7 separate regions of the Mus musculus genome follow, and all the other regions are linked to region 1. A link is a contact called in public HiChIP or PLAC-seq and promoter capture Hi-C data. All regions are on one chromosome and are shown on one strand. Each heading gives the region's core, a stretch centred on a gene start, on an enhancer-like site or on the middle of the called end of the contact. The rest is flanking DNA. Distances are from core to core; before and after follow the strand shown.

Region 1 (2,705 bases), core at 83-2,582:
TAATGTCAACCACATATTTTGTATTTTTCCTTTCAAAGCCTGCTACACTTATTCAAAAAAAAAAAAAAACCTCTTCATGAGATTTAACCAGAGAACAAAGTCTATGTTGGGCTTTTTTGAGACTTCCTTTGTCAATGCAATTAATATATATATTTACCTTAGCCCCACATAGACTCTCAGACAAGGGCAAAAAGCAGCCACATTCTTCACCAAAATACCACAAAAACAGTCTCTATGCCACAAACTGAAAATTCTTCTCTGAAACCTCTTGGGCCTGGTCTGCACAGTTATTCTCAGCAAGTCTTCCATATTCCTACTAGGATGGTCCATTAAGCCCCATTTAAAACATTCCACCGCTTTCCAAATCCAAAGTCCTGAAATCAACATTCTTCCAAACAAAAGCATGGTCAGACCTATCCCTGGTACCAGCTTCCATTTTTTTTTTTCTTGGTTTTTCGAGACAGGGTTTCTCTGTATAGCTCTGGCTGTCCTGGAACTCACTTTGTAGACCAGGCTGGCCTGGAACTCAGAAATCCACCTGCCTCTGCCTCCCAAGTGCTGGGATTAAAGGCGTGCGCCACCACGCCCGGCTACCAGCTTCCATTTTATTTAGGGTTTTACTGCTGTGAACAGACATCATGACCAAGGCAACTCTTATAAGGACAACATTTCATTGGGGCCGGCTTACAGATTCAAAGGTTCAGTCCATTATCATGAAGGAATGAGCATGGCATCATCCAGGTAGGCATGGTGCAGCAGGAACTGAGAGTTTTGCATCTTCATCTGCAGGTCTCTAAGACTGCACCCCCCCACCCCCCCACCCCCAAATAGTCTTAATACTTAGTACTTTCTATTGAATTTGCCTGCTTTAAATATATTTATGTGTTTACTCAGAAGAGATCGTCTAGGTTCCTTTTTGTGCAATTAATTTTGCTTGGTCACCTGTCAATTTTAAAGGGGCTGGAAGAGATATATGGCTCAATAGTTAAAACATAAAGGTCTTGCGTTCTGTTCCCAACACTCATGTCAGGTGGGTTACAATAACTGGCCTCCGCGGGCATCTGCACTCATTCTCTCTGTCTCTCTCTCGTACATATAAAAATAGCACAGCTTTCTAAAGAAGAATCCTAAAGATTATTTTAATTTTTTAACGACATTGTAGTGCTGCACTAAGGAACGAATCGGACATAAGTACAGAGAGTTGCGCGTGCGCAGCTCAGGCACCGAAAGCCTCCCCACCAACGGTGAGAACTGCGCATGCGTGGTAGGGCTGGCCAGGTCGCGCGGAGTCGCGCCCAAGCAACATGAGCGCGAGCGCGTGCGCGTGCGCTGGGCGGAGCGTGTGGCCCTTGGCGCGACTGTAGCCTCCGCTTCGCTGGTTGTTCAGTACCTGCTCGGCGTGGAGAGGAACGGTCCCTGTCTGAGTTATGGATTTTGAAAATCTCTTTTCAAAGCCCCCCAATCCGGCCCTCGGCAAAAAACCGGCCGCCGACCCTGAGGAAAGGTGATCCCCACGTTCTGGTCCTTTGCAGGGCACCGCTTGGGCTCCGCCCCCTCGCTCCTGGAAACCGGCGAGCCCTGGCTGGCGCGTGGGCCGGGACCGGAGCGGGGAGGTCGGAAGGGGAAGTGGGGTGGAAGTCAGAGTAGGGACTGCGGGCGAGGGCAGTGGCCGGGCGGCGGGAGGAGGCCCCAGCCTCTGAATCTGCCCCCAGGGGCCGGCTGCTCCCCTTGCACGTGCGCTTAACGTGTTTGCTGTCAGTCACCTCCGAGGTGGCTTTGCCGGCACCTCGAGAGTTGAAGGATACATAGACTGCTCTGCCAGTGATCCTGAACCAGAACTCCCAGAATAAAGCAGCAAGCATCATTTCGGCTTAGTTTTTCTGTTAATTTGGAAAAGCGTGTTGTTAATCTCGTACTTAGTCAGAGTGCGGGATTTCTGTGCAGATACCCACTCACTTTTTAGGTTTTTTTGGTTTTTGGTTTTTTTTTTTGGTTTTTTTTTTTTGGTTTTAATTTTTCGAGACAGGGTTTCTCTGTGTAGTCCTGGCTGTCCTGGAACTCACTCAGAAACCCGACTGACCCTGCCTCCCAAGTATGGGATTAAAGACATGTGCCACCACTGCCCGGCCCACTTTTTAGTTTTTTGAGTTGATAATGCCCTCAAACTCCATCTCTCCTAAATCCTTGTCTTCTATGTTCTCTCTTTCCTCAGTGGAACCCTTGACACATCCTTCACGAGTTTTTTTCCACCCTCATTAAGATAACATTACAGTGTTGGGCTGGGCCTATTAATCTCAGCATTTGAAAGGCAGGCAGATCTTGGGAGACTGGGACCAGCCTGGTCTAAATAGCAGGTTCCAAGCCAACCTCAGCTACATAGGGGAAACACTGTTTCAAGGGGAAAGGATATATGTATATGTTCACTGCTCAGTCTCAAATACCTTAGTGGAAACTGTTAGCCTAATTGGGCTACCATAGCTTTGCTGTGTAATTAATGTGAAACTTTTTTTAAAAAAGATTTATTTGTTTTATGTATGTGAGTACACTATAGCTGTACAGATGGTTGAGAGCCTTCATGTGGTTGTTGGGAATTGAATTTTTTTTAAGGACCTCTGCTCGCTCTGGTCAACCCCTCTCAATCCAGTTGGCCCTGCTCCATCAGTCCCTGCTTGCTCCGGTCCAAAGATTTATTTATTATTATACAT
Region 2 (2,705 bases), core at 114-2,613, 1.5 Mb before region 1:
AACGCAATGTCTTTGTGATCTTCGGGTACATCAATAAAACATTCTTTACCATTTTGTTGGGTAATGATTAGGTTTTGCTTGTTTCTGTTATTATTTCAAGACAGGGTCTTACTATGTGGCCCTGTCTGGCCTGAGCTATAGAGCAGGGTGGCCTGAATCTCAGAGTGCTGGGATTAAGAGGCGTGGGCCACCAAAGGCTGACCAACTATTAGGTAACAGGCACTAGCCTAAATATGCATGGGAAATAGAAGTATTCTTAGCCTTCAAGAGCTTAGCACGAGAAACTCATACCAACACTGCCCTCGTGTGCCACATATGATAAGACTCTACAACTGGACCTTTGTGAGGCATAAAAGGATTCTACTGTAGGAAAACCAAGCAGGTCCTGAAAGATGAGCAACATTCTTCAGGGTGATAAAGAGGAAAATAGCAATGCCCATAGAAGCGACTATAGAACTGTGCAAACACAAAGCCATGGAATTGCCTGGTGTGATGAGGTCCTGCAATTAATTCTGTGAAGCTGGTACACCCACGGATTGAGGATGATTGAGGTTAAGTTGGAAACCACTCAGAGAGTGACAAATGTAGGCTGACCAATTGATGAGCGCTCCACAAGCAGTTTGTACTTTATATCTTAAAAAGAAATAAAGCCAACGAGACGGTAACCATTGTAATCACGTTACTAGTTTTAGCCTTGAGAAAGACCCACAGCTAAGGGCACTCCAACCCCGGTGAGTTGCCACTGCCTCGGGTTCCTCATTAATAGTGCCCCAAGACTGAAAAGCGGTTCATCCCCTTTTCTCAGCTTTGGTCAGTACTGTCACCCCGCCCGCTGTGGCGATCCCGCCTTCCTGTGAGAGCCCCTGTGGTCCGACTTCAGCAGTTTCCGGAAGGAGACTGGCACTCGCTGTCGCCGCGGGGCGGCCTCCCTCTACGTGATCTAAGCATCCTTCCGGAGGCCAACAGACCTCGGTTTAGGGGTGGCTTCTCAGCTTGCCTCAGTTGGCGCAAAGGAAGGACCAGATTGCTGCCCCTAAAGTGCGTAAAGTGGCAGACGCTCAGGCGAGCCGCCATAGGGACGGACGCCAGCACGCGTAGTGGCCGGGGCGAGCATTGCTGGCTCTGCCGGGAGGCTCAAGCCAGCAGCAGACAAGCAAGGTAAGCTGGGCTGTGGGACGGAAGGTGGGGCGTCGGGCAGCTCACCTGTAAAAGGCAGAGTCCCCGAGTGGATTCCAGTTCGCAGTGTAACAGTCCATGTCTAGTACAGCTGGCGGCAAGAGTCGCCGAGGAAAAACCCGCCTAGCGCAAGCTCAGGCCGCACTTCCGCTTCCGCCCTTCGGGGTCACGTGACGAGGCCGCCTTAGCGGCCATCAGAACTGTGGGCAAGCTACGCTGAGCTATCGTCCTGCCCTCGGCGCGGCGGCCCGAGTGGACCTAGCCCTGGTTTCTGTCCTCCACAGCGGCCAACCTCGCTGCCTTTCTGACTCCTCCGGCGTTGGGGATCGCATAGGGCGGGACACGGGTGACCGAAAGTGGGAGCCATGAGCATCTGAGGCACAGATGCTGGAGGCGTTGGCTGGACCACCGTAGCGCACGCATGGCGAGCGCTGGGCGTCGAGCTGCGTACCTACAGCTAACCTGGGCACCCGGGCTCTGTGGGGCGGGATCTTTGCAGAACCCACCGCTCTCCAGGGGCATGGGATCATTGACTCTAGATCAGGACATCGCTGCCGAGACGCTGTCGCACGGCACCTGGGCCTGCCCTACTGGCCCGTGAATCCCTGGAGCCCCCGAGAGACTTGGTAACTGGCGCGAGCGGACGAATGCGCACGCGCGGGGCCGCCGTTGACACGTGGCAGGGCAAAGGCGTCTCTGCGCGCGCGAAGCGCTGTAGTCTAAGACTACGGCCCAAGTGACCCTTCTTCCCTCCGAGTGTGATAAAGGCTGCTGCCGTGTTGGGATTCGCCTTGCCGCTCCCACTTTCCTCCCCATTACACAGAGCAGCCAGGGAGGGGCCAGCGCGCATGGGTCATCTTGGAACAGACCGGACCTACCTAGAGTCCCTGCCCTCTGTCAGCTTATTGGCCTCTCCCTGCAGCTGGTGTCAGTGGCAGCATGGTCTTCTGTTTGGAAAACGAGATGCCACACCGCCTGCTGGGAAGCGCCATGGTCCACTTCCATGCCTCAGAAGTCCAGCAGCTGCTACACAACAAGTTCGTGGTCATTTTGGGGGACTCCAGTGAGTGACCACTCTAGGATGACATTTCACCGCCCTGTATCTTCAACCTTTTCTTTGTCTGCACGCCACATCTCCATTTCAGACTTCTCCATCTCTTACTCTGTTTCAGGACACTAGACTGCATTTTTTTCTTTTTTAAATTCCCTATGTACCTTCCCTGGGTGCCCCGGCATATCATTTGTGCACTATTTTTTAGCCCATGAGTGTGGCATCTTTATTTGTTGTTGCCCTTCATGATTTTCTTAAAAGGACCTGTGGGCTATGTTGTGTGTTTTCCTAGGGATGGGACCAACTTAATTTTGCCATTTGGTCTTTGGTCGCTGTACATAAGCTAGAGGAGAGGGAAATAGCTGGAAAGAGCAGAGCTAGGGCTTTAAAATCTCGTCTTTTCTTCTCTAAGCCAACCCTCCATAGAGCTGCTGTTGGAGAGTCAATCCCTGGAAAACAAAGGCCTTCATTTGGGAAA
Region 3 (2,705 bases), core at 145-2,644, 1.4 Mb after region 1:
CTGGAGAGTTTCTGGATGCCATGCACGAGAGACAAAACCTGTGGTCAATATTTGATGGGACTGCTCTTGGAGTTCAGCAAATCACTTTCCTTCCAGAAAGCAGCATGAACATGTAACATCCAGAAGGTAGGTATTTACTCAGTAGAAAAATTTACTTCTTTACCAATTCTAGGTTCTATTTAAGAAAAACTGATATTGGAGAGGTTTAATTGATAGCCAAAGAGATCAAGGTTTTAGGAAGGGTGTACAGATAGTAATGGGAGATCAAAGAGTCATTGTCAGTCCCTGGAGATACTGGGGTCATCTTGGGTTTCAGGATCCAGTTGTTCAGACAGGTATGGTATGACCATTTGTGACCACCCAATGGCCAGATGAGAATGGGTATCAGCCCTGCTTTTTGGTAATGTATAGTTGAAACAGCCCATCCCTTTGGAAGTCCCAGTGCTGGAGCTTTCTTAAGCCTATCAAAAGAGTGTTCCTTAATCCCTCAATTACAAATGGTATGGGCTTGGGACCCTCATTTAATTTCTCATGACTGGCCTGGCTATTTCTTTAAATATTGTAATTCATATTCTGCAGTATCCAGTTAATTCCAGAAAAGCCAAAACCTGTCTTTTGGTTCAGAGAGGGGGCAAATCCAGATCTCATAGTACCAAATGAAGGTTGCCTTTTTTTTTTTTTTTTTTTTTTTTTTTTTTGCCTCACAAATTGAGAATTTTCCCTAGAAGTTTTGCTTCCTTTTTGAAGTTTTGTAGCCTTTTTGAGCTTTTGAGATACAAAGAGGCCAGGTGGGGTGATGCACACCTTAAAGCCCAGGTCTTTGGAGGCAGAGACAGGTGGATCTCCAAGTTTGAAGCCATCCTGGTTTACATAGTGAGTTCAGGACACAGAGAGAGGGGGGTGGGGTGGGGAATGGACTGAGCTACAACGTTTAAAGTCTGTTGTTTGGCTGGTATCCTCTGAAGCAGTAGGTAGAAGGTCACCCTCATTCAGGATTACAGCTACAGAGTTGGGTGTAAATTCTCCGACATGCTACCAAATCTGGGATTAAACCTACACCACGAATTCTTGATGGAAGACTGCGACAGGTATGTTTCTGGGCTCATGCATCTGGGATAGTCTACTGAAAGAACGGGAACCCTGGCTTTCAGAAAAAATAGGTACACTGGCAAACCGGAAACGAACTAGAAATCGAACTTGTGCTGTTTAGGGTCAGAGCCTGGTCCTATCCGTTTCAGCACCACAGACCTGGAGTGCAACCTTGTGCAGGATTTTACCCGTCATCTCACGGCGCGCCGGCTATTGATGCTTCTGGGAAGTGTAGTTCATGCAAAGGCAACACTATGATTGGAGCTCAGAGGCCGAAGATCTTCGCGCAGGCGCACTGCCTTCCCGACACGAGGCGGTGAGTGTTCGCAGGTTCCCAGTACTCTTGCCAAAGGTGAGGGTTGCGGGTCTAGGTGTTCAAGAAGCCGAGTGGACGCGGTGGCGGAGGAGACACGGGGACACTGGGCACTTGGGGGAGGGTTAGTGGGCGTGGCCTGTGTGGACAGAGAGTCTTCCCTTCTGGTGTGTGTCGGTTCCGTGGGGACAGTGTCCTCGTAGGGTATGTCCACTGTGTGTCAGAATCCTGTACTTTCAAGTTGGAGATCCCGGTCTTCCTTTCGTTCCTTCTTTCCATGATGGGTGCTACGTGGATGTGGATGGTACCGACGCTAAATCTGGGAGCATCCACTCCATTCTCTCCCAAGTCCCCTAGAAAACGTCTCCCTTTGCTTCAGCTTCTCGCCCTGAGCCTGCACCGGAATGTCCTGGTGTGAGCATAGGGTGTTCCTGGACGATACCGGATTTGAGGTGAAGAAAACCCCAAAGGAAATCGCAAATGGCTTTAGGCAATTTTAAGATGATATTGACTGGAGTGCACTGTTAAGGAATAGTGGGAAATAAGGGTGAAGGGACTATACTGCGGCCAGACAAGACCCACAGTATCAGAGTAAGACCCACCAAGCACGATATTTTGTGCGTCTCAAATGAGGTCAACATAAACAAAATTTTGAGAAACAATTCTAGAGGTTGACATTCTGACCACCGTTAAATCGAACTAGCACAACTTCGTTCCAACCACCAGTAAGTGTCAGATGTCTAGAAGTCCGTGGGATGGCCAGTTGTCTGTTACTCCATTGAAGTTGTTGGCAATTTACTAGTGATCTTTTCCCTAGTGTTCTTTTTACATTTGAGATACGATCTTATTTTGTAGCTTAACCTGGCGTTGTGTTAAGCCTTAGCCTTCCAAGTGCTAGCATTACGGGTGTATATCACCATAGTTCTGTTTTCCGTGAAATTTCAGTCACGCGAATCAAGCTTCCCGGGATGCTGGGATGTGTTGCAGGTAAAGATCTGCTTAACTTTATGGCTATCTTTCAATGAAAGTAAATTATAACAGAATTAAAAGCTTCCAGGCAGACTTTTCCCAGTTCCACCTCAGCCTTTTACAAAGCCTGACTCTCTTAATTGCTGTGAAATAGTGCCTCTCTTATTGATGTATGACGATGGAACTAAATTATCTTTATAGAAAGCACTCAGCATAGTGCCTCATGAGAGCAAGCACTCAACGCTAGTTATGGTGGAGTTCCGTAGTGCTCCAAGTGTGTCTAGCCGCTGGACAATAGATTATTTAATCAAGTTGTCTGTCATAGATGCTTAGG
Region 4 (2,705 bases), core at 118-2,617, 1.3 Mb before region 1:
TGCCGTCCCTTCCCCTCTGTGGTGACTGGGGTCTCCTGGAGCCATGAGCTAAAGTAAATCTGTTCTTTCGAAAGCTGCTTTTGTCTGTGTTTTGTCCCAACAATGATAAAAGTAATTGATACAAGTCCATTAGGCAGGCATGGGGTACACGCCTTTAATCCTAGCACTTAGAAAGCAAAGAGGCAGGTGGATCTCTCTGAGTTCCAGGTCAGCCTGGTCTACATAGGAAGTTATAGGTCAACCAGGGATATAAAGAGAGATCCTGTCTCAACAAAACATACATGCCTGTTCTGATACACTTTCCGTGTAGCACTCAATAAATTATATGAGATACTCAACATTCTATTATAAAATAGACACTGGGTTTAGCAATCTAATGGAGTTTTGAGAGGAGATGATATAGAGGACCCGCCCCCCATCCAGGATCCCTGGGGACATAACTAAGCAGCTAAATCAATGTCAGTAACTCTTTATTTCCAGAAGTAGTGGGAGAGAAACTATCAGCTATCATGATGAATGAGTTTTCTGTTTACTGCATGAGAACAAATTCATGAGTGAAACACACACAGATCTATAATCAAACTATTGAAAACACACCATTTCACCTGTAATACATACATGGCTAGAGGTGCCCTGCAGGATAGTTATAATCTTCATCATATGTACAAAGGAGAATGTACAGGGATATACACAGCAATGTTGCTGAGAAGAGCCCAAATCAGATTTCATACTAGGTATCTGCCTATTTAAGAAAGGATTAAGCAATTTAGTAAATTTAAATTATAGCATACTATACAGTGGAGCAAAAGAATTAGCTTTTATTTTTCAGCTTCTTTTTTTTTTTTTCCAGGATGTGGTGGTGCACACCTTTAATTCCAGCACTTGGGAGGTGGAGGCAGGCGGGTCTATGAGTTTGAGGCCAGCCTGGTCTACAGAGCTACCTCATCAACTCCAAGTTAGTTTTCTTATCATAACCAGTTTTCTTTGTAATCTGAATTATTTTACCTATTTAAAAGAATTCTAAGTGACTAACAGTGAGTACTAGTTAAGAGAATAACGCATAACAGAACATTCAAACATTCACAAATTCCCAAGACTTCTCAACTTATTGTTAAACTCACATCCTTGTTCAATACTTGGCCATATATATTTGGATGTTGTTTTGAATTTTCAAGAGAAATTAAATCTGACGAGTGAAAACAAAGCAAACAGACAAACTGGTTGTGTGTCCTGTGACCCTACATTACCAAACAGAAGGAGAGAACTCAAGTGAATCCGTACACACCGCCGATTGGTACGGGAGAAAGAACCGCCAAGCTCGCCAGGGCTGACAGGAAGTCCAGCTCCCACGACCGCGCTCGCTTCCGGCGTCACTTCCCCCGCGACTTCCTCGGCCGAACATGGCAGCGCTGAGCAATGTCCGCTGGCTGACCCGAGTGAGGCCCGGGACGACCTGAGCGGAGGGTGGGCGGGAGAACAGAGGGTTTGTCCGCGGTTTCCAAAAGAAGGCAAGGTCATCGCGGTGTAAGGGGCCGCGGTGTCCCCGATCTGACCTTGTGTCTGTCGCAGGCGGTGCTCGCCGCTCGGAACTCCGGGGCATGGAGAGGTCTCGGAACATCTACGGCTCACGCCGCTTCCCAGAGCCAGGTACGCTTGAGTCCAGCTTCGTTCTCGCCCATCCTTGTCGCCTCCTTGCCGCTCCCCTGGGTTTCCCCTCCCCACCTCTTTCCCTCTGACTCCCACTTCTGCCCCTGCTCCATCTCTGCTGGCCCCACTCACAGGCACAAGATGTGAGGGTGGAGGGTGCCTTTCCTGTGACCATGCTGCCTGGAGACGGCGTGGGGCCAGAGCTCATGCATGCTGTCAAGGAAGTGTTCAAGGTGAATAGCCCGGGGCGGGGGATGGGTGGCGGATCAGGCTACAGGGATGGATGGGTTGTTGGAAAGTTCAGACCTGACCCAGCCCTGTGCTTGGACTTATCCCTGAAGGCTGCTGCTGTCCCTGTGGAATTTAAGGAGCATCATCTGAGCGAGGTGCAGAATATGGCTTCTGAGGAGAAGCTGGAGCAGGTGCTGAGTTCCATGAAGGAGAACAAAGTTGCCATCATTGGTTTGTATGGCACTCTGTCATTTAAGAGCAGTGTTCATAAAGCCCCTCTCTCTGCAGTGTGTATATATCAGTTTTCCAGACTGGCCTCTACTGACATTTAGGAATTTGTTTCTTCTCAGTGGCAAACCAGGAGTTAGTGATGTCAGGAAGGGGTTGGGACCTGCTGAGGCTGTGTCACCGGGGTCAGACCCTGTTAGTTGTGTCTGCGTGCCCATTCTTTTTTGGTTTGTTCATTTATTGTTTGTTGTTGTTGTTGTTGTTGTTGTTAGTTTTTCCAGGTAGGGTTTCTCTGTGTAGCCCCGGCTGTTCTGGAACTCTCTGTAGACCAGGCTGGACTCGAACTCACAGAGATCTGCCTGCCTCTGCCTCTCTGCTCTCTGCCTCTGCCTCCCAAGGGCTGAGATTAAAGGCACGGCCACCCTAACCCAGTGTGCGCTGATCATTCTAACCACTCCATTTCTTCTCTTGTGCTGTTTTATTCCCCATATTGGATTTTTAAAAATTTATTTATTTATTTATTTATTTAGCTTGTAGGTTTCCTCCTATAGACCCACTTTCTTGGACAGCCTCACTTGCAGGGCCAGCTTTTGCAGAGG
Region 5 (2,705 bases), core at 96-2,595, 1.3 Mb before region 1:
ACCAGAGTTTCAAGGCCCTCACACTGGCTCACGTCTTCATATACTGCCCAGCCTGGGGTGACTTCCTGCTGTCATGGTCACTGGCCTCTTCCTGGAACCTGACGGCAACTAGGGGCCTCTGAGGTTGAAGGTAGAGGTAGGTTTTGTTGGGGAGAGAGATGGGGAGAAAGCAATGAGTTTGCAGCACGTCAATCTATCCAGACACTCCTCCGCTCGGGTTTCCCTGCCAAGGACAGTGTGGCCTCACATTTCAGACATCACTTATACATGAGGGCCCTAGAGGGGTAGGAACTGTGGACTCATCTCCTGATAATGATACCACAGGCATGCCAGCCAGGGAAGGTGTGAGCTATGTCGCAGGGCTCTTTCCCAGTGTCTTGAGTCCCTGATTGGACTCAAAGGTATAAGTTATCTGGGCTTTGGTTTAAAATGAAGATTTTTAAAGACAGGCAATGGAATCTTCTTTTTTTCCCTCTCCCTCTCTCTCCATCATGCAGCGTCACACCAATGGCCTTATGCTTGCTAGGCAAGCGCTCCTGGGTCTTGGAATCTACACTTTGGACCTGAGTCAACAAGGATGACTGTCCCTACTGAAGTCACCTGCTTCTTCATTCAGTAGCTTTCTCTAATGCTGCTTGCCTTTGTGGGAGGTTTGTTTGGATGCTTTGAGAACCACTGTTATCATGTAAAAGCAAGGCTGCAGGACCAGAATGGTACCAAGGTTCTTGTTGTTATCAGTTGATACTGCAGTTCAGAGCATTCCCCCTAGAGGGATTCCAAGTCCTTTTATCCCTTAAAAGGGAATCGATCAGACACAGAGTTGCAGCAAAAGATCCACTTCCAAGGAGGAATCTGTCTGGGACAGGGAGGTTCCGAAGTTCAACAATCCTGCAGAGAGTTTTTTTCCCCCCTGTTATCTTAGGAGCATTAATCCAGCAGCAAGGAGAGACATAGGCCTATAAAAGCCCCACTTAATTAATTTCAATTTGATGGGTACATGATGTCTATTTACCAAAAGAACAGCGTAGCTTCCCAACTAGGGCCTATAGCCTTTCCAACCATGGGATTTGACCAGATTTACAGTATCAGAGAGGAATCCCTTCATAGGATTGGCTTCAAATCCAATCAGAAAGTGGTTGCTTACCTCTGGAACAAACTTGGCCACTATTTTTTTTTTTTTTTTTGGTTTTTGGAGACAGGGTTTCTCTGTGTAGCCCTGGCTGTCCTGGAACTCACTTTGTAGACCAGGCTGGCCTTGAACTCAGAAATTCGCCTTCCTCTGCCTCCCGAGTGCTCGGATTAAAGGCGTGTGCCACCACGCCCGGCAAACTTGGCCACTCTTGCACTATATTATGCCTGAGTAGTCAGTTGTATTGATGCGTCATGATGGCTAGCTAATGGGGAGGACGCTCCCAGGCCAGTTTCAGTTTTATTTCTTTATATTCTGTGACCAAGATGTGTGCTGTCTTCAGCAATGCAGTCTTACTATCGCATTCTCGTAGGCAACTGTCGTGTCTGCTCTCAACCAGCAAGAACGACACGACCACCAGTTCTAACAGCAGTTTAGTCAGCAAGCTTCAATCTTCATCTCTCTCGCTTCATCTTTTTCTCCCTCGATCACCGGATCTCTCACTCTTATATACTCTCAGCCCCCAACCACTCACAGCAAGCCACGTCACCTCACCAGGCACGCAGCTTCAGCCAATCAGGGCGGTAGGGGCATGTCTCTACCAAATATGGACTTGTTTTTACCGCCAGCATCATGGTGCACCTGCGCAGCTCTCACGATGGTCATGGCTTATTTTCAGGTGTATGAGGAAGTCAGGTGCAAATCATAAGACTTAGCTGCAGTCCCTGGCGCCATCTTGGGACTGCTGCCACACCTGCTCCTCACATCTCTCCCTTTTTTTCTTTTTTGGCAGAGAGAATGTCTGTCTTAGATTGCCCCCTGCAGCAATGCCCCTTACCCGTCCTTGGGAGACAAACAGCATTGGTTTGATCCCTGTCTTAGGTTGGCGACACGCCCAGGGAGTCTTATCCGTCATTGACTACTTCTCTAGCATGCCAAGCCAGCCACACTTGAGGACATTGTCCTGTCTGCATGCGGCAGGTGCACCAGAAGGCCAGGACGCTGATTAATCTATGGCCTGATTTTGATTGCTGCAAGCAAGCCTCTTGGGTGAAGGTAGAGATCTGATCCCCAGTGTGCAAGCATAGGGGCCCTACACAAAACCATCCCTTGGGCTCATCACCCAGAGAGGTCTTGGCCAGCTCCGTGTTGTTTTTCCTGGGGAAAGGGAACTAGGACACTGAATCTTCATGCAATCAGACGTGCCTTCCACAGGATGCCAACAGCTAGCTATCCTCTGTGCAGTGCTTAGCCTTGCAACCCACGGCATAATGCAGCATTATTTCTTTAGAGCGGCAAGCCAAATCTGAGGATATTGTCCCGCCTCCACTGCGGCAAAGGCCTGCGCCACCATGGCAGAAGTGCGGGCCTGCACACGCTGCACCCGACACATACACCAAACACACAACACACACACTATTACAAGCATACATCCCAGGGCTCCCATCAGTCCTGAGGCAAGGGATCAGTGCAACTACCATTCACCCCACATAACAACCATACATATAAGGGGGCACTGCCCAAGGTGGAAGGGAATCAGGAACACTCCTACAAAAAGGAAGGGGGGAGGCCCATC
Region 6 (2,705 bases), core at 103-2,602, 1.2 Mb after region 1:
CTACCTGTTTGTATGTCCTGTGTGTCCCTAGCTTTGTAGTGGACCATTCCCCTGGACATTTCTTTTCCTTCTACCCTCCTACTTAACTATATGAAGTTCCCTCTGATAAGTTATTTCTCCACCGGTGAAATGAGCCAATTCAAGCCAGATTAGTGAGTTCAATGACCCAAAGGACCAAGGCCAGAGAAATGACAGTAGGAAGAGAGAAGTTGGGGAGGGGAAAGAGAAAGAGAAAGGTTGCCGGTAGAGGGAGAGACCAAAACCTCTGGATTACTTAGGGAAGAGCCTCAGGGGGGAAGGTCAGACCAGCACCTGGGCTGTAAAGTTTAAGGGTCAGGGTATGTTCGATAAGGGCTGAGGGATGCTGGAAGAATCTGGAGACCCGGTCTGCTTTGATATGTAAAATACGCACTTCAGTTCCTTCCCAGGTTTCCCTGAAGTAAGTTCAGTGACCAGTGTTCTTGGAGAACAAGGCAGGGGTTTCGTGGTCCCTGGTTTCCCCGTCCGAAACCAAATACTCTCCTCCCCCCCCATCCCCCCACCAGAAAAGTCTTCCATGGACACGGTACTTTGCCCATTGAAATTGGGAGTCAGGAGTCACAATAATAGATACCTTGGCAATAGTATACCAGCTCTATCCAGTGGTGAGCTTGGACCATCACCATTCTTAAATCCAAGGTTGCTGTCGAGTTTGGGTATTGGATTTAGAGGGCTGTCTCCTGAGAGTGAAAAGAAAACTGGGGCTCTTGAGAAATCTATTTGCCCGCAGGCTTGTCCCACATGGCAGAATCAGCACCCCCAAAGAATTGAGGATTTACCACATGAAAATTTTCGAGAGACACTTCAGCAATACCCCCAAATGGCAAGATTTTAAAACCGTCTCTGGGCCAAGTGTGATAGCACATACGTTTAAGCCCAGTACTAGGGAGGCAGAGAGGCCCGCGGATTTCTGTGAATTCAGGGCTACACCATGAGACTAACAATAAAACCACCTTCAGAGTGAACGTGCAGCGAAATCGAGTCCCACAAATGCCAAGGGAAAGCTCTCATAGCTAAGGTTTTCCATACTAGAACTATTTTTGAAGATTAGTTTCGCAGACCCGGCTTCAGAAAGCTGTGTAGAACAGAGCACCGCACGGTGTGAGGTCGTGATAGTTATGAGACCTGCAGTCAGGGACTCCCGGGGACCTCTACTACTATCCCTAGGAATCCAGAGGAAAGGAAAGGACTTTTTTTTTTTTTTTTTTTTTTTTTTGCAAAGCCTAAACCGACCGTTTAGTGCAACCTGTGGCACGGGGTTGTGGCGCCCGCTGATAGCGTCATCTTGCTGAGCCCTAGCTTTGGTTTCCCTGACAACCGGCGCGGTCCCGCCGGCGGCGGCTAGGCCGATGCTCGCCCGGCGGCCGCGGGACCCGCTGCAGGCGCTGAGGCGCCGCGGGCAGGAGCTGAAGCTGCAGGTAGGTCCGGGGTAGAGGGTCCCACATCCCAGCTCCTCACCGGGAGCCAAGCGCCGGGTTCTAACCCGGGGCCCCCGCCGTAGATAAAACCTCCAGAAAGCCTTGCGGGTCAACTAAGAATTCGGTCTAACGACTCACCAACCCTCAACACTCCTCATCCCTCAGGCCCTTGTCTAAACTAGCCAGACCCACCCAGCCCAGCGCCCCTCTCCTTTGAAATTCATCACTTTCTCAAAGTGTAACAGGTGTCAACGTATAGTCTTAATAAACTAACCAAGGACAGATTAGTAATTTCAGAAAAGTTAATTTCAAAGATGATCAAACACAAAAGATCACAAAGATTGTAAGTCACAACGCACAGTGCATGGAAGACGTGATGAAACAGGCGATGTATAAGCTATAGTGTATGAGCTACAGCATTTCTGGACAGCAGTTTGACAAGATATAGCAAACATTGATCCTCCTAGGCTGGTTGATACATTTCCAGGAATCTACCACTTGTAATAATTTTCAATTTGGGCAGAGATGCTTATTATAATAAAAGAAACTGGATATGAATAAGTGATCAATATTAGAGGGTGGATAAACTAACCATAAATTTATTATTGTTCCATAGGGCTCCTCAGTTCTTGTCTTGAGGAAAGAGTCTTAGTGGCAGGATACAAAACTTAAAACAGAAGTTTATATAGCAAAGCAAAGCGTACCCTCCAGAGAGACAGGAGTGGGCTGCAGGAGCCGGAGGAGCCTGGGAGGTCTCCCAATGTACATTTTAAACAAGTTTTAATCGATATTGACATGAGTGTGTATCCCTCTGTTGGTGATCTTGAAGTACCCATGTATGGGGACAGCAAATGTCAAAATTACAACGTAAGCAATATAATGAAGTGGAGTCTTTTGAGGATGCAGCCCTTTTATACAAGTGTGACAACTGAGTGTTCTTGCCTCCTTAGTTCTAACAGGAACAATGTAACTTCAGCTTCAAGAGTGTTTAACCACAAAGGACTGTCAGGAGACACAGCTACCAAGACAGGGAGGTGGTTTTCCTAGGTGATGTCATTTGTAATTCCTTACCTACCAGTATCATCTGTTGGGATCTGATGGTACTATGAAGAGATTTTTGCTAGAGCTTTTGGTGTTAGGGGGTAAAGAATTGTGGTAAGACATCAAGTTAGAAAAGGCGTGTAAGGACGTGGCTCCGTGGTTGAGAGCACTGGCTTCTCTTCCAGAGGTCACTAGTACAGTTCCCAG
Region 7 (2,705 bases), core at 103-2,602, 1.1 Mb after region 1:
CAGAGACTGTCCCACCTGGGAATTTATCCCATATACAATTATCAAACCCAGATACTATTGTGGATGCCAAGAAGTGCATGCTGAAAGGAGCCTGATATGTCTGTCTCCTGAGAGGCCTTGCCAGAGCCTTACAAATAGAGGCAGATGTTAGCAGCCAAACATTGGAAGTGTATTCTTAATCTACTTTGCTTGCTACTATCTACGAGGAATGCAAGAACCTGGAACTCCCTCTAGTGGTGTTTACCAATTCTGCCAATATCATGGCCACAGACAATATTTTCGTGTGCAGCTATAAAGACATGTCAGGAATGTTCCTCTAGTTAGATGATTCTAGGAAATCAAATGGGAAATCACTCATAATTCTTTTCTCTAGGTTAGAAAATGTCTATCTGTCCAGAAGCTGCAATATCTTTTTTATCAACTTGAAGGAGCTGAAAAACTCCCAGGACCTTTAGAAACAGGAAGGTAGTAATCGCATGAGTCTTTTATGTTCTACTTGCTTTGGTCAAGTGACCCTAGAGAGGCAAAGTGGGAAGTTATTAAAACTCAAGAAGCAGGGAAGACTAGATTATTTCTCAACTCACTCTCAGGGCACATGAACATGTTAAATATTTATTCTTGGACTTCCGGACTCTTTAAAATTACTATGAATATTTTACAAATACGTGTGGGTGTGCCTTTATGTGAACCAAGTGTGGCAGAGGCCAAAGGCATGGGATCCCATAAAACTCTGGATGGACACACACACACACACACACACACACACACACACACACATATACATGGCTATTTGTCTTCATTCGTGAACCAGACATAATGATTGTGGTTTCCTCATTTGTTATATGAGTATGTGCCACGGCATGCATGTGGAGATCAGAGGACAACTTGAGGAAGTTGGTTTTCTTTCCTTCCACCTTGTGGATGCTTTTATTCACCGAGCCAGCTCACCAGCTATGCCATTTCTGTTAAGCAAAGAGGACAAAAATTCGTGAGTGACTCTCAAGACCCAAGAGGACTCAAAGGGGTTTCAGTCACAGAATCGTCACGTTCGGCCTGGTAGTGTAATACTGTAAGCCAGTTGCCATTTATACCGTTTTTTAAAAAGTAATAATAATAACTCTATGCCAAAACATGGCTAGTGTCTCACTAGAATGGAAACAAACCTTAGCTCAGTCAGCACCTAGCATAGGACTCACTAAAAGGCAAATGAAAAGAACTGCGGGCTAGGGACGGAGGGGGCGGGGACGGAGGCGGGACTTTGTCTCCCAGCAACGGCCGCAGCGATTGGCCAGCTCTCCCGCAGCGGAGACCAATAGTCAGGCGCGCTGCCCACGTTCGACATCACAAGTGCGGCTGCGCGGGGAATTCGAATCGCCGGCGGCCTTCGAGACTCGGGGTTAGGGGCTGATGGGGAGTTTGGTCGGCGGCTGGTGGGGTATTTCGCCGCTGCGCGTTTTTTCTCGTCATGGACAACCTAGAAAATGTCTTTCGGTAAGTGTCGGTCAGGTGCGGTGAGGTGGGCCGGTCGGGACGGTTAGAGTCCGGGTCCCTCAGGCGCGCTTTCTCCTCAGCGCCGCTTCCTCAGCGGGTTCGCTGCACCAGGCCTCAGCCAAGGCGGTAGCCCCCGGGTCACTCGAGTAGACGTGCAAGCTGCAGCCGGCTACCGTTTTGTGCCGAGGATTTGGGCAGTCTGCGGAACCTTCTGAAGTCACGTATCTTCTCCATGGGGAACTTCCTCTAGACGCGAGGGACGCCCCGCCTTCAAAACCCAAACTTGTGTGGTGGTGGAGATTTTTGGAGAAAATTTCAAAGTCTGATAAAAATGCCACCCAACTAAGGAAAGAATTTATTATTTCTCGATTGCCTGATACGTAAGAAAAAAATTAAAGCTGAACTTTATGGGGGGGGGGGAATGCTTGCTATTAAGTCATTTGAGGCTTCCTGCAGGCACTGATTGGTTATTTGTTTTTGTTTTGGGGTCTGGGGGCGGGCGCTTAGGTGACTTACTCAGCCTGTGATGTTAAGCCATTTAAAACTGTTAAATCGGATGTTACAAGAAATACAATTTTATTTTCATCAGTTCTTTAGGTATTCTAAGAGTAAGATATCCAAAATCTGTTGGCGTTAAGCAATTTAATTTTTGATCAGATCGACTAAGGATTTCCCCTCCCCGTTCTAAAATAGAAGCTAGGTATTTTGATTTTTAAAGACTAATTTATTTTAATGATTTGATGTTTAAGCCATTTTCCCAGGAGGTGTGGTTGGTGTGGGGCTATTCAATGTTTGTTTATCTTGGACAAATATTTGTATTTCTTATTTTGCTAAATAAGAACTTCTAAACACAGAAGTAGTGCTGACATTTCAAACATGCTAAAAAGAATCCAAAATGAATCCAAAGTGAAAAAGTGAGAATCGTTGACTTAAAAATAAATTGCTAAAATCTCTACTAAATTATGAGAAAACCATTGCAGTTTCTCTGAATGATCATTTCAGTTTGCCAGTGAAATATATTTTGAGATATAGTTTTCTGGTCATCTACCAAAATACTACTTTTAAATTCTTTTTCTCCTAATCTTATCATTTCTCAGTTTAAAAACCTATGGTTGTTTCTCAACTTGATGCATACTGAGAATACAGTTAATTGCCATGTATCCTCTCTCCAAAGTTGTACACATACTATTCTCACCCTTACTTGCTGTAACTTC

The links. Promoter capture Hi-C pulls out the DNA fragments that hold promoters and counts their contacts. HiChIP or PLAC-seq counts read pairs in DNA pulled down with a chosen protein or histone mark.
Region 2: a promoter capture Hi-C map of liver shows a contact between it and region 1, with 5 times the contacts expected there. The contact joins the promoter of Pced1a here to the promoter of Zc3h8 in region 1. A contact is called at or near these places in 2 of 39 promoter capture datasets (liver and neutrophils).
Region 3: an H3K27ac HiChIP or PLAC-seq map of thymic regulatory T cells shows a contact between it and region 1, with 7 times the contacts expected there. The contact joins the promoter of Zfp661 here to the promoter of Zc3h8 in region 1. A contact is called at or near these places in 5 of 39 promoter capture datasets (cranial neural crest, hippocampal neurons, liver and 1 more), 2 of 115 datasets of contacts at active chromatin or transcription factors (astrocytes and thymic regulatory T cells) and 1 of 9 other capture datasets (adipose tissue).
Region 4: a contact with region 1 is called in a promoter capture Hi-C map of liver, with 4 times the contacts expected there. The contact joins the promoter of Idh3b here to the promoter of Zc3h8 in region 1. A contact is called at or near these places in 7 of 39 promoter capture datasets (erythroid cells, hippocampal neurons, liver and 3 more), 2 of 484 Hi-C or Micro-C datasets (B cells and regulatory T cells) and 2 of 9 other capture datasets (adipose tissue and liver).
Region 5: a contact with region 1 is called in a promoter capture Hi-C map of liver, with 4 times the contacts expected there. The contact joins the promoter of Tmc2 here to the promoter of Zc3h8 in region 1. A contact is called at or near these places in 3 of 39 promoter capture datasets (hippocampal neurons and liver).
Region 6: a promoter capture Hi-C map of embryonic stem cells shows a contact between it and region 1, with 2.3 times the contacts expected there. The contact joins the promoter of Nphp1 here to the promoter of Zc3h8 in region 1. A contact is called at or near these places in 4 of 39 promoter capture datasets (embryonic stem cells, frontonasal cranial neural crest, hippocampal neurons and 1 more) and 1 of 9 other capture datasets (macrophages).
Region 7: a contact with region 1 is called in a promoter capture Hi-C map of pre-B cells, with 2.1 times the contacts expected there. The contact joins the promoter of Bub1 here to the promoter of Zc3h8 in region 1. A contact is called at or near these places in 2 of 39 promoter capture datasets (the 3T3-L1 cell line and pre-B cells) and 1 of 9 other capture datasets (liver).

The regions. Positions count from the first base shown.
Region 1 is chr2:128,942,647-128,945,351 of GRCm38.p6, reverse strand. Zc3h8 (zinc finger CCCH type containing 8) reads left to right here and starts at 1,332. Exons shown (of 9, transcript NM_020594.2): 1 at 1,332-1,504. The coding sequence starts at 1,428.
Region 2 is chr2:130,422,946-130,425,650 of GRCm38.p6, reverse strand. Pced1a (PC-esterase domain containing 1A) reads left to right here and starts at 1,363. Exons shown (of 7, transcript NM_178762.4): 1 at 1,363-2,239. The coding sequence starts at 2,116. Vps16 (VSP16 CORVET/HOPS core subunit) reads right to left here and starts at 1,331. Exons shown (of 24, transcript NM_030559.3): 1 at 1,204-1,331. The coding sequence starts at 1,256.
Region 3 is chr2:127,583,366-127,586,070 of GRCm38.p6, reverse strand. Zfp661 (zinc finger protein 661) reads left to right here and starts at 1,394. Exons shown (of 5, transcript NM_001111029.1): 1 at 1,394-1,441.
Region 4 is chr2:130,283,113-130,285,817 of GRCm38.p6, reverse strand. Idh3b (isocitrate dehydrogenase 3 (NAD+) beta) reads left to right here and starts at 1,367. Exons shown (of 12, transcript NM_130884.4): 1 at 1,367-1,436; 2 at 1,570-1,647; 3 at 1,782-1,880; 4 at 1,989-2,109. The coding sequence starts at 1,401.
Region 5 is chr2:130,193,834-130,196,538 of GRCm38.p6, reverse strand. It overlaps Tmc2 (transmembrane channel-like gene family 2), which reads right to left and starts at 1,345. Exons shown (of 20, transcript NM_138655.1): 1 at 1,145-1,345; 2 at 1-116.
Region 6 is chr2:127,787,538-127,790,242 of GRCm38.p6, reverse strand. Nphp1 (nephronophthisis 1 (juvenile) homolog (human)) reads left to right here and starts at 1,352. Exons shown (of 20, transcript NM_016902.4): 1 at 1,352-1,457. The coding sequence starts at 1,389.
Region 7 is chr2:127,830,506-127,833,210 of GRCm38.p6, reverse strand. It overlaps Bub1 (BUB1, mitotic checkpoint serine/threonine kinase), which reads left to right and starts at 1,352. Exons shown (of 25, transcript NM_009772.2): 1 at 1,352-1,491. The coding sequence starts at 1,466.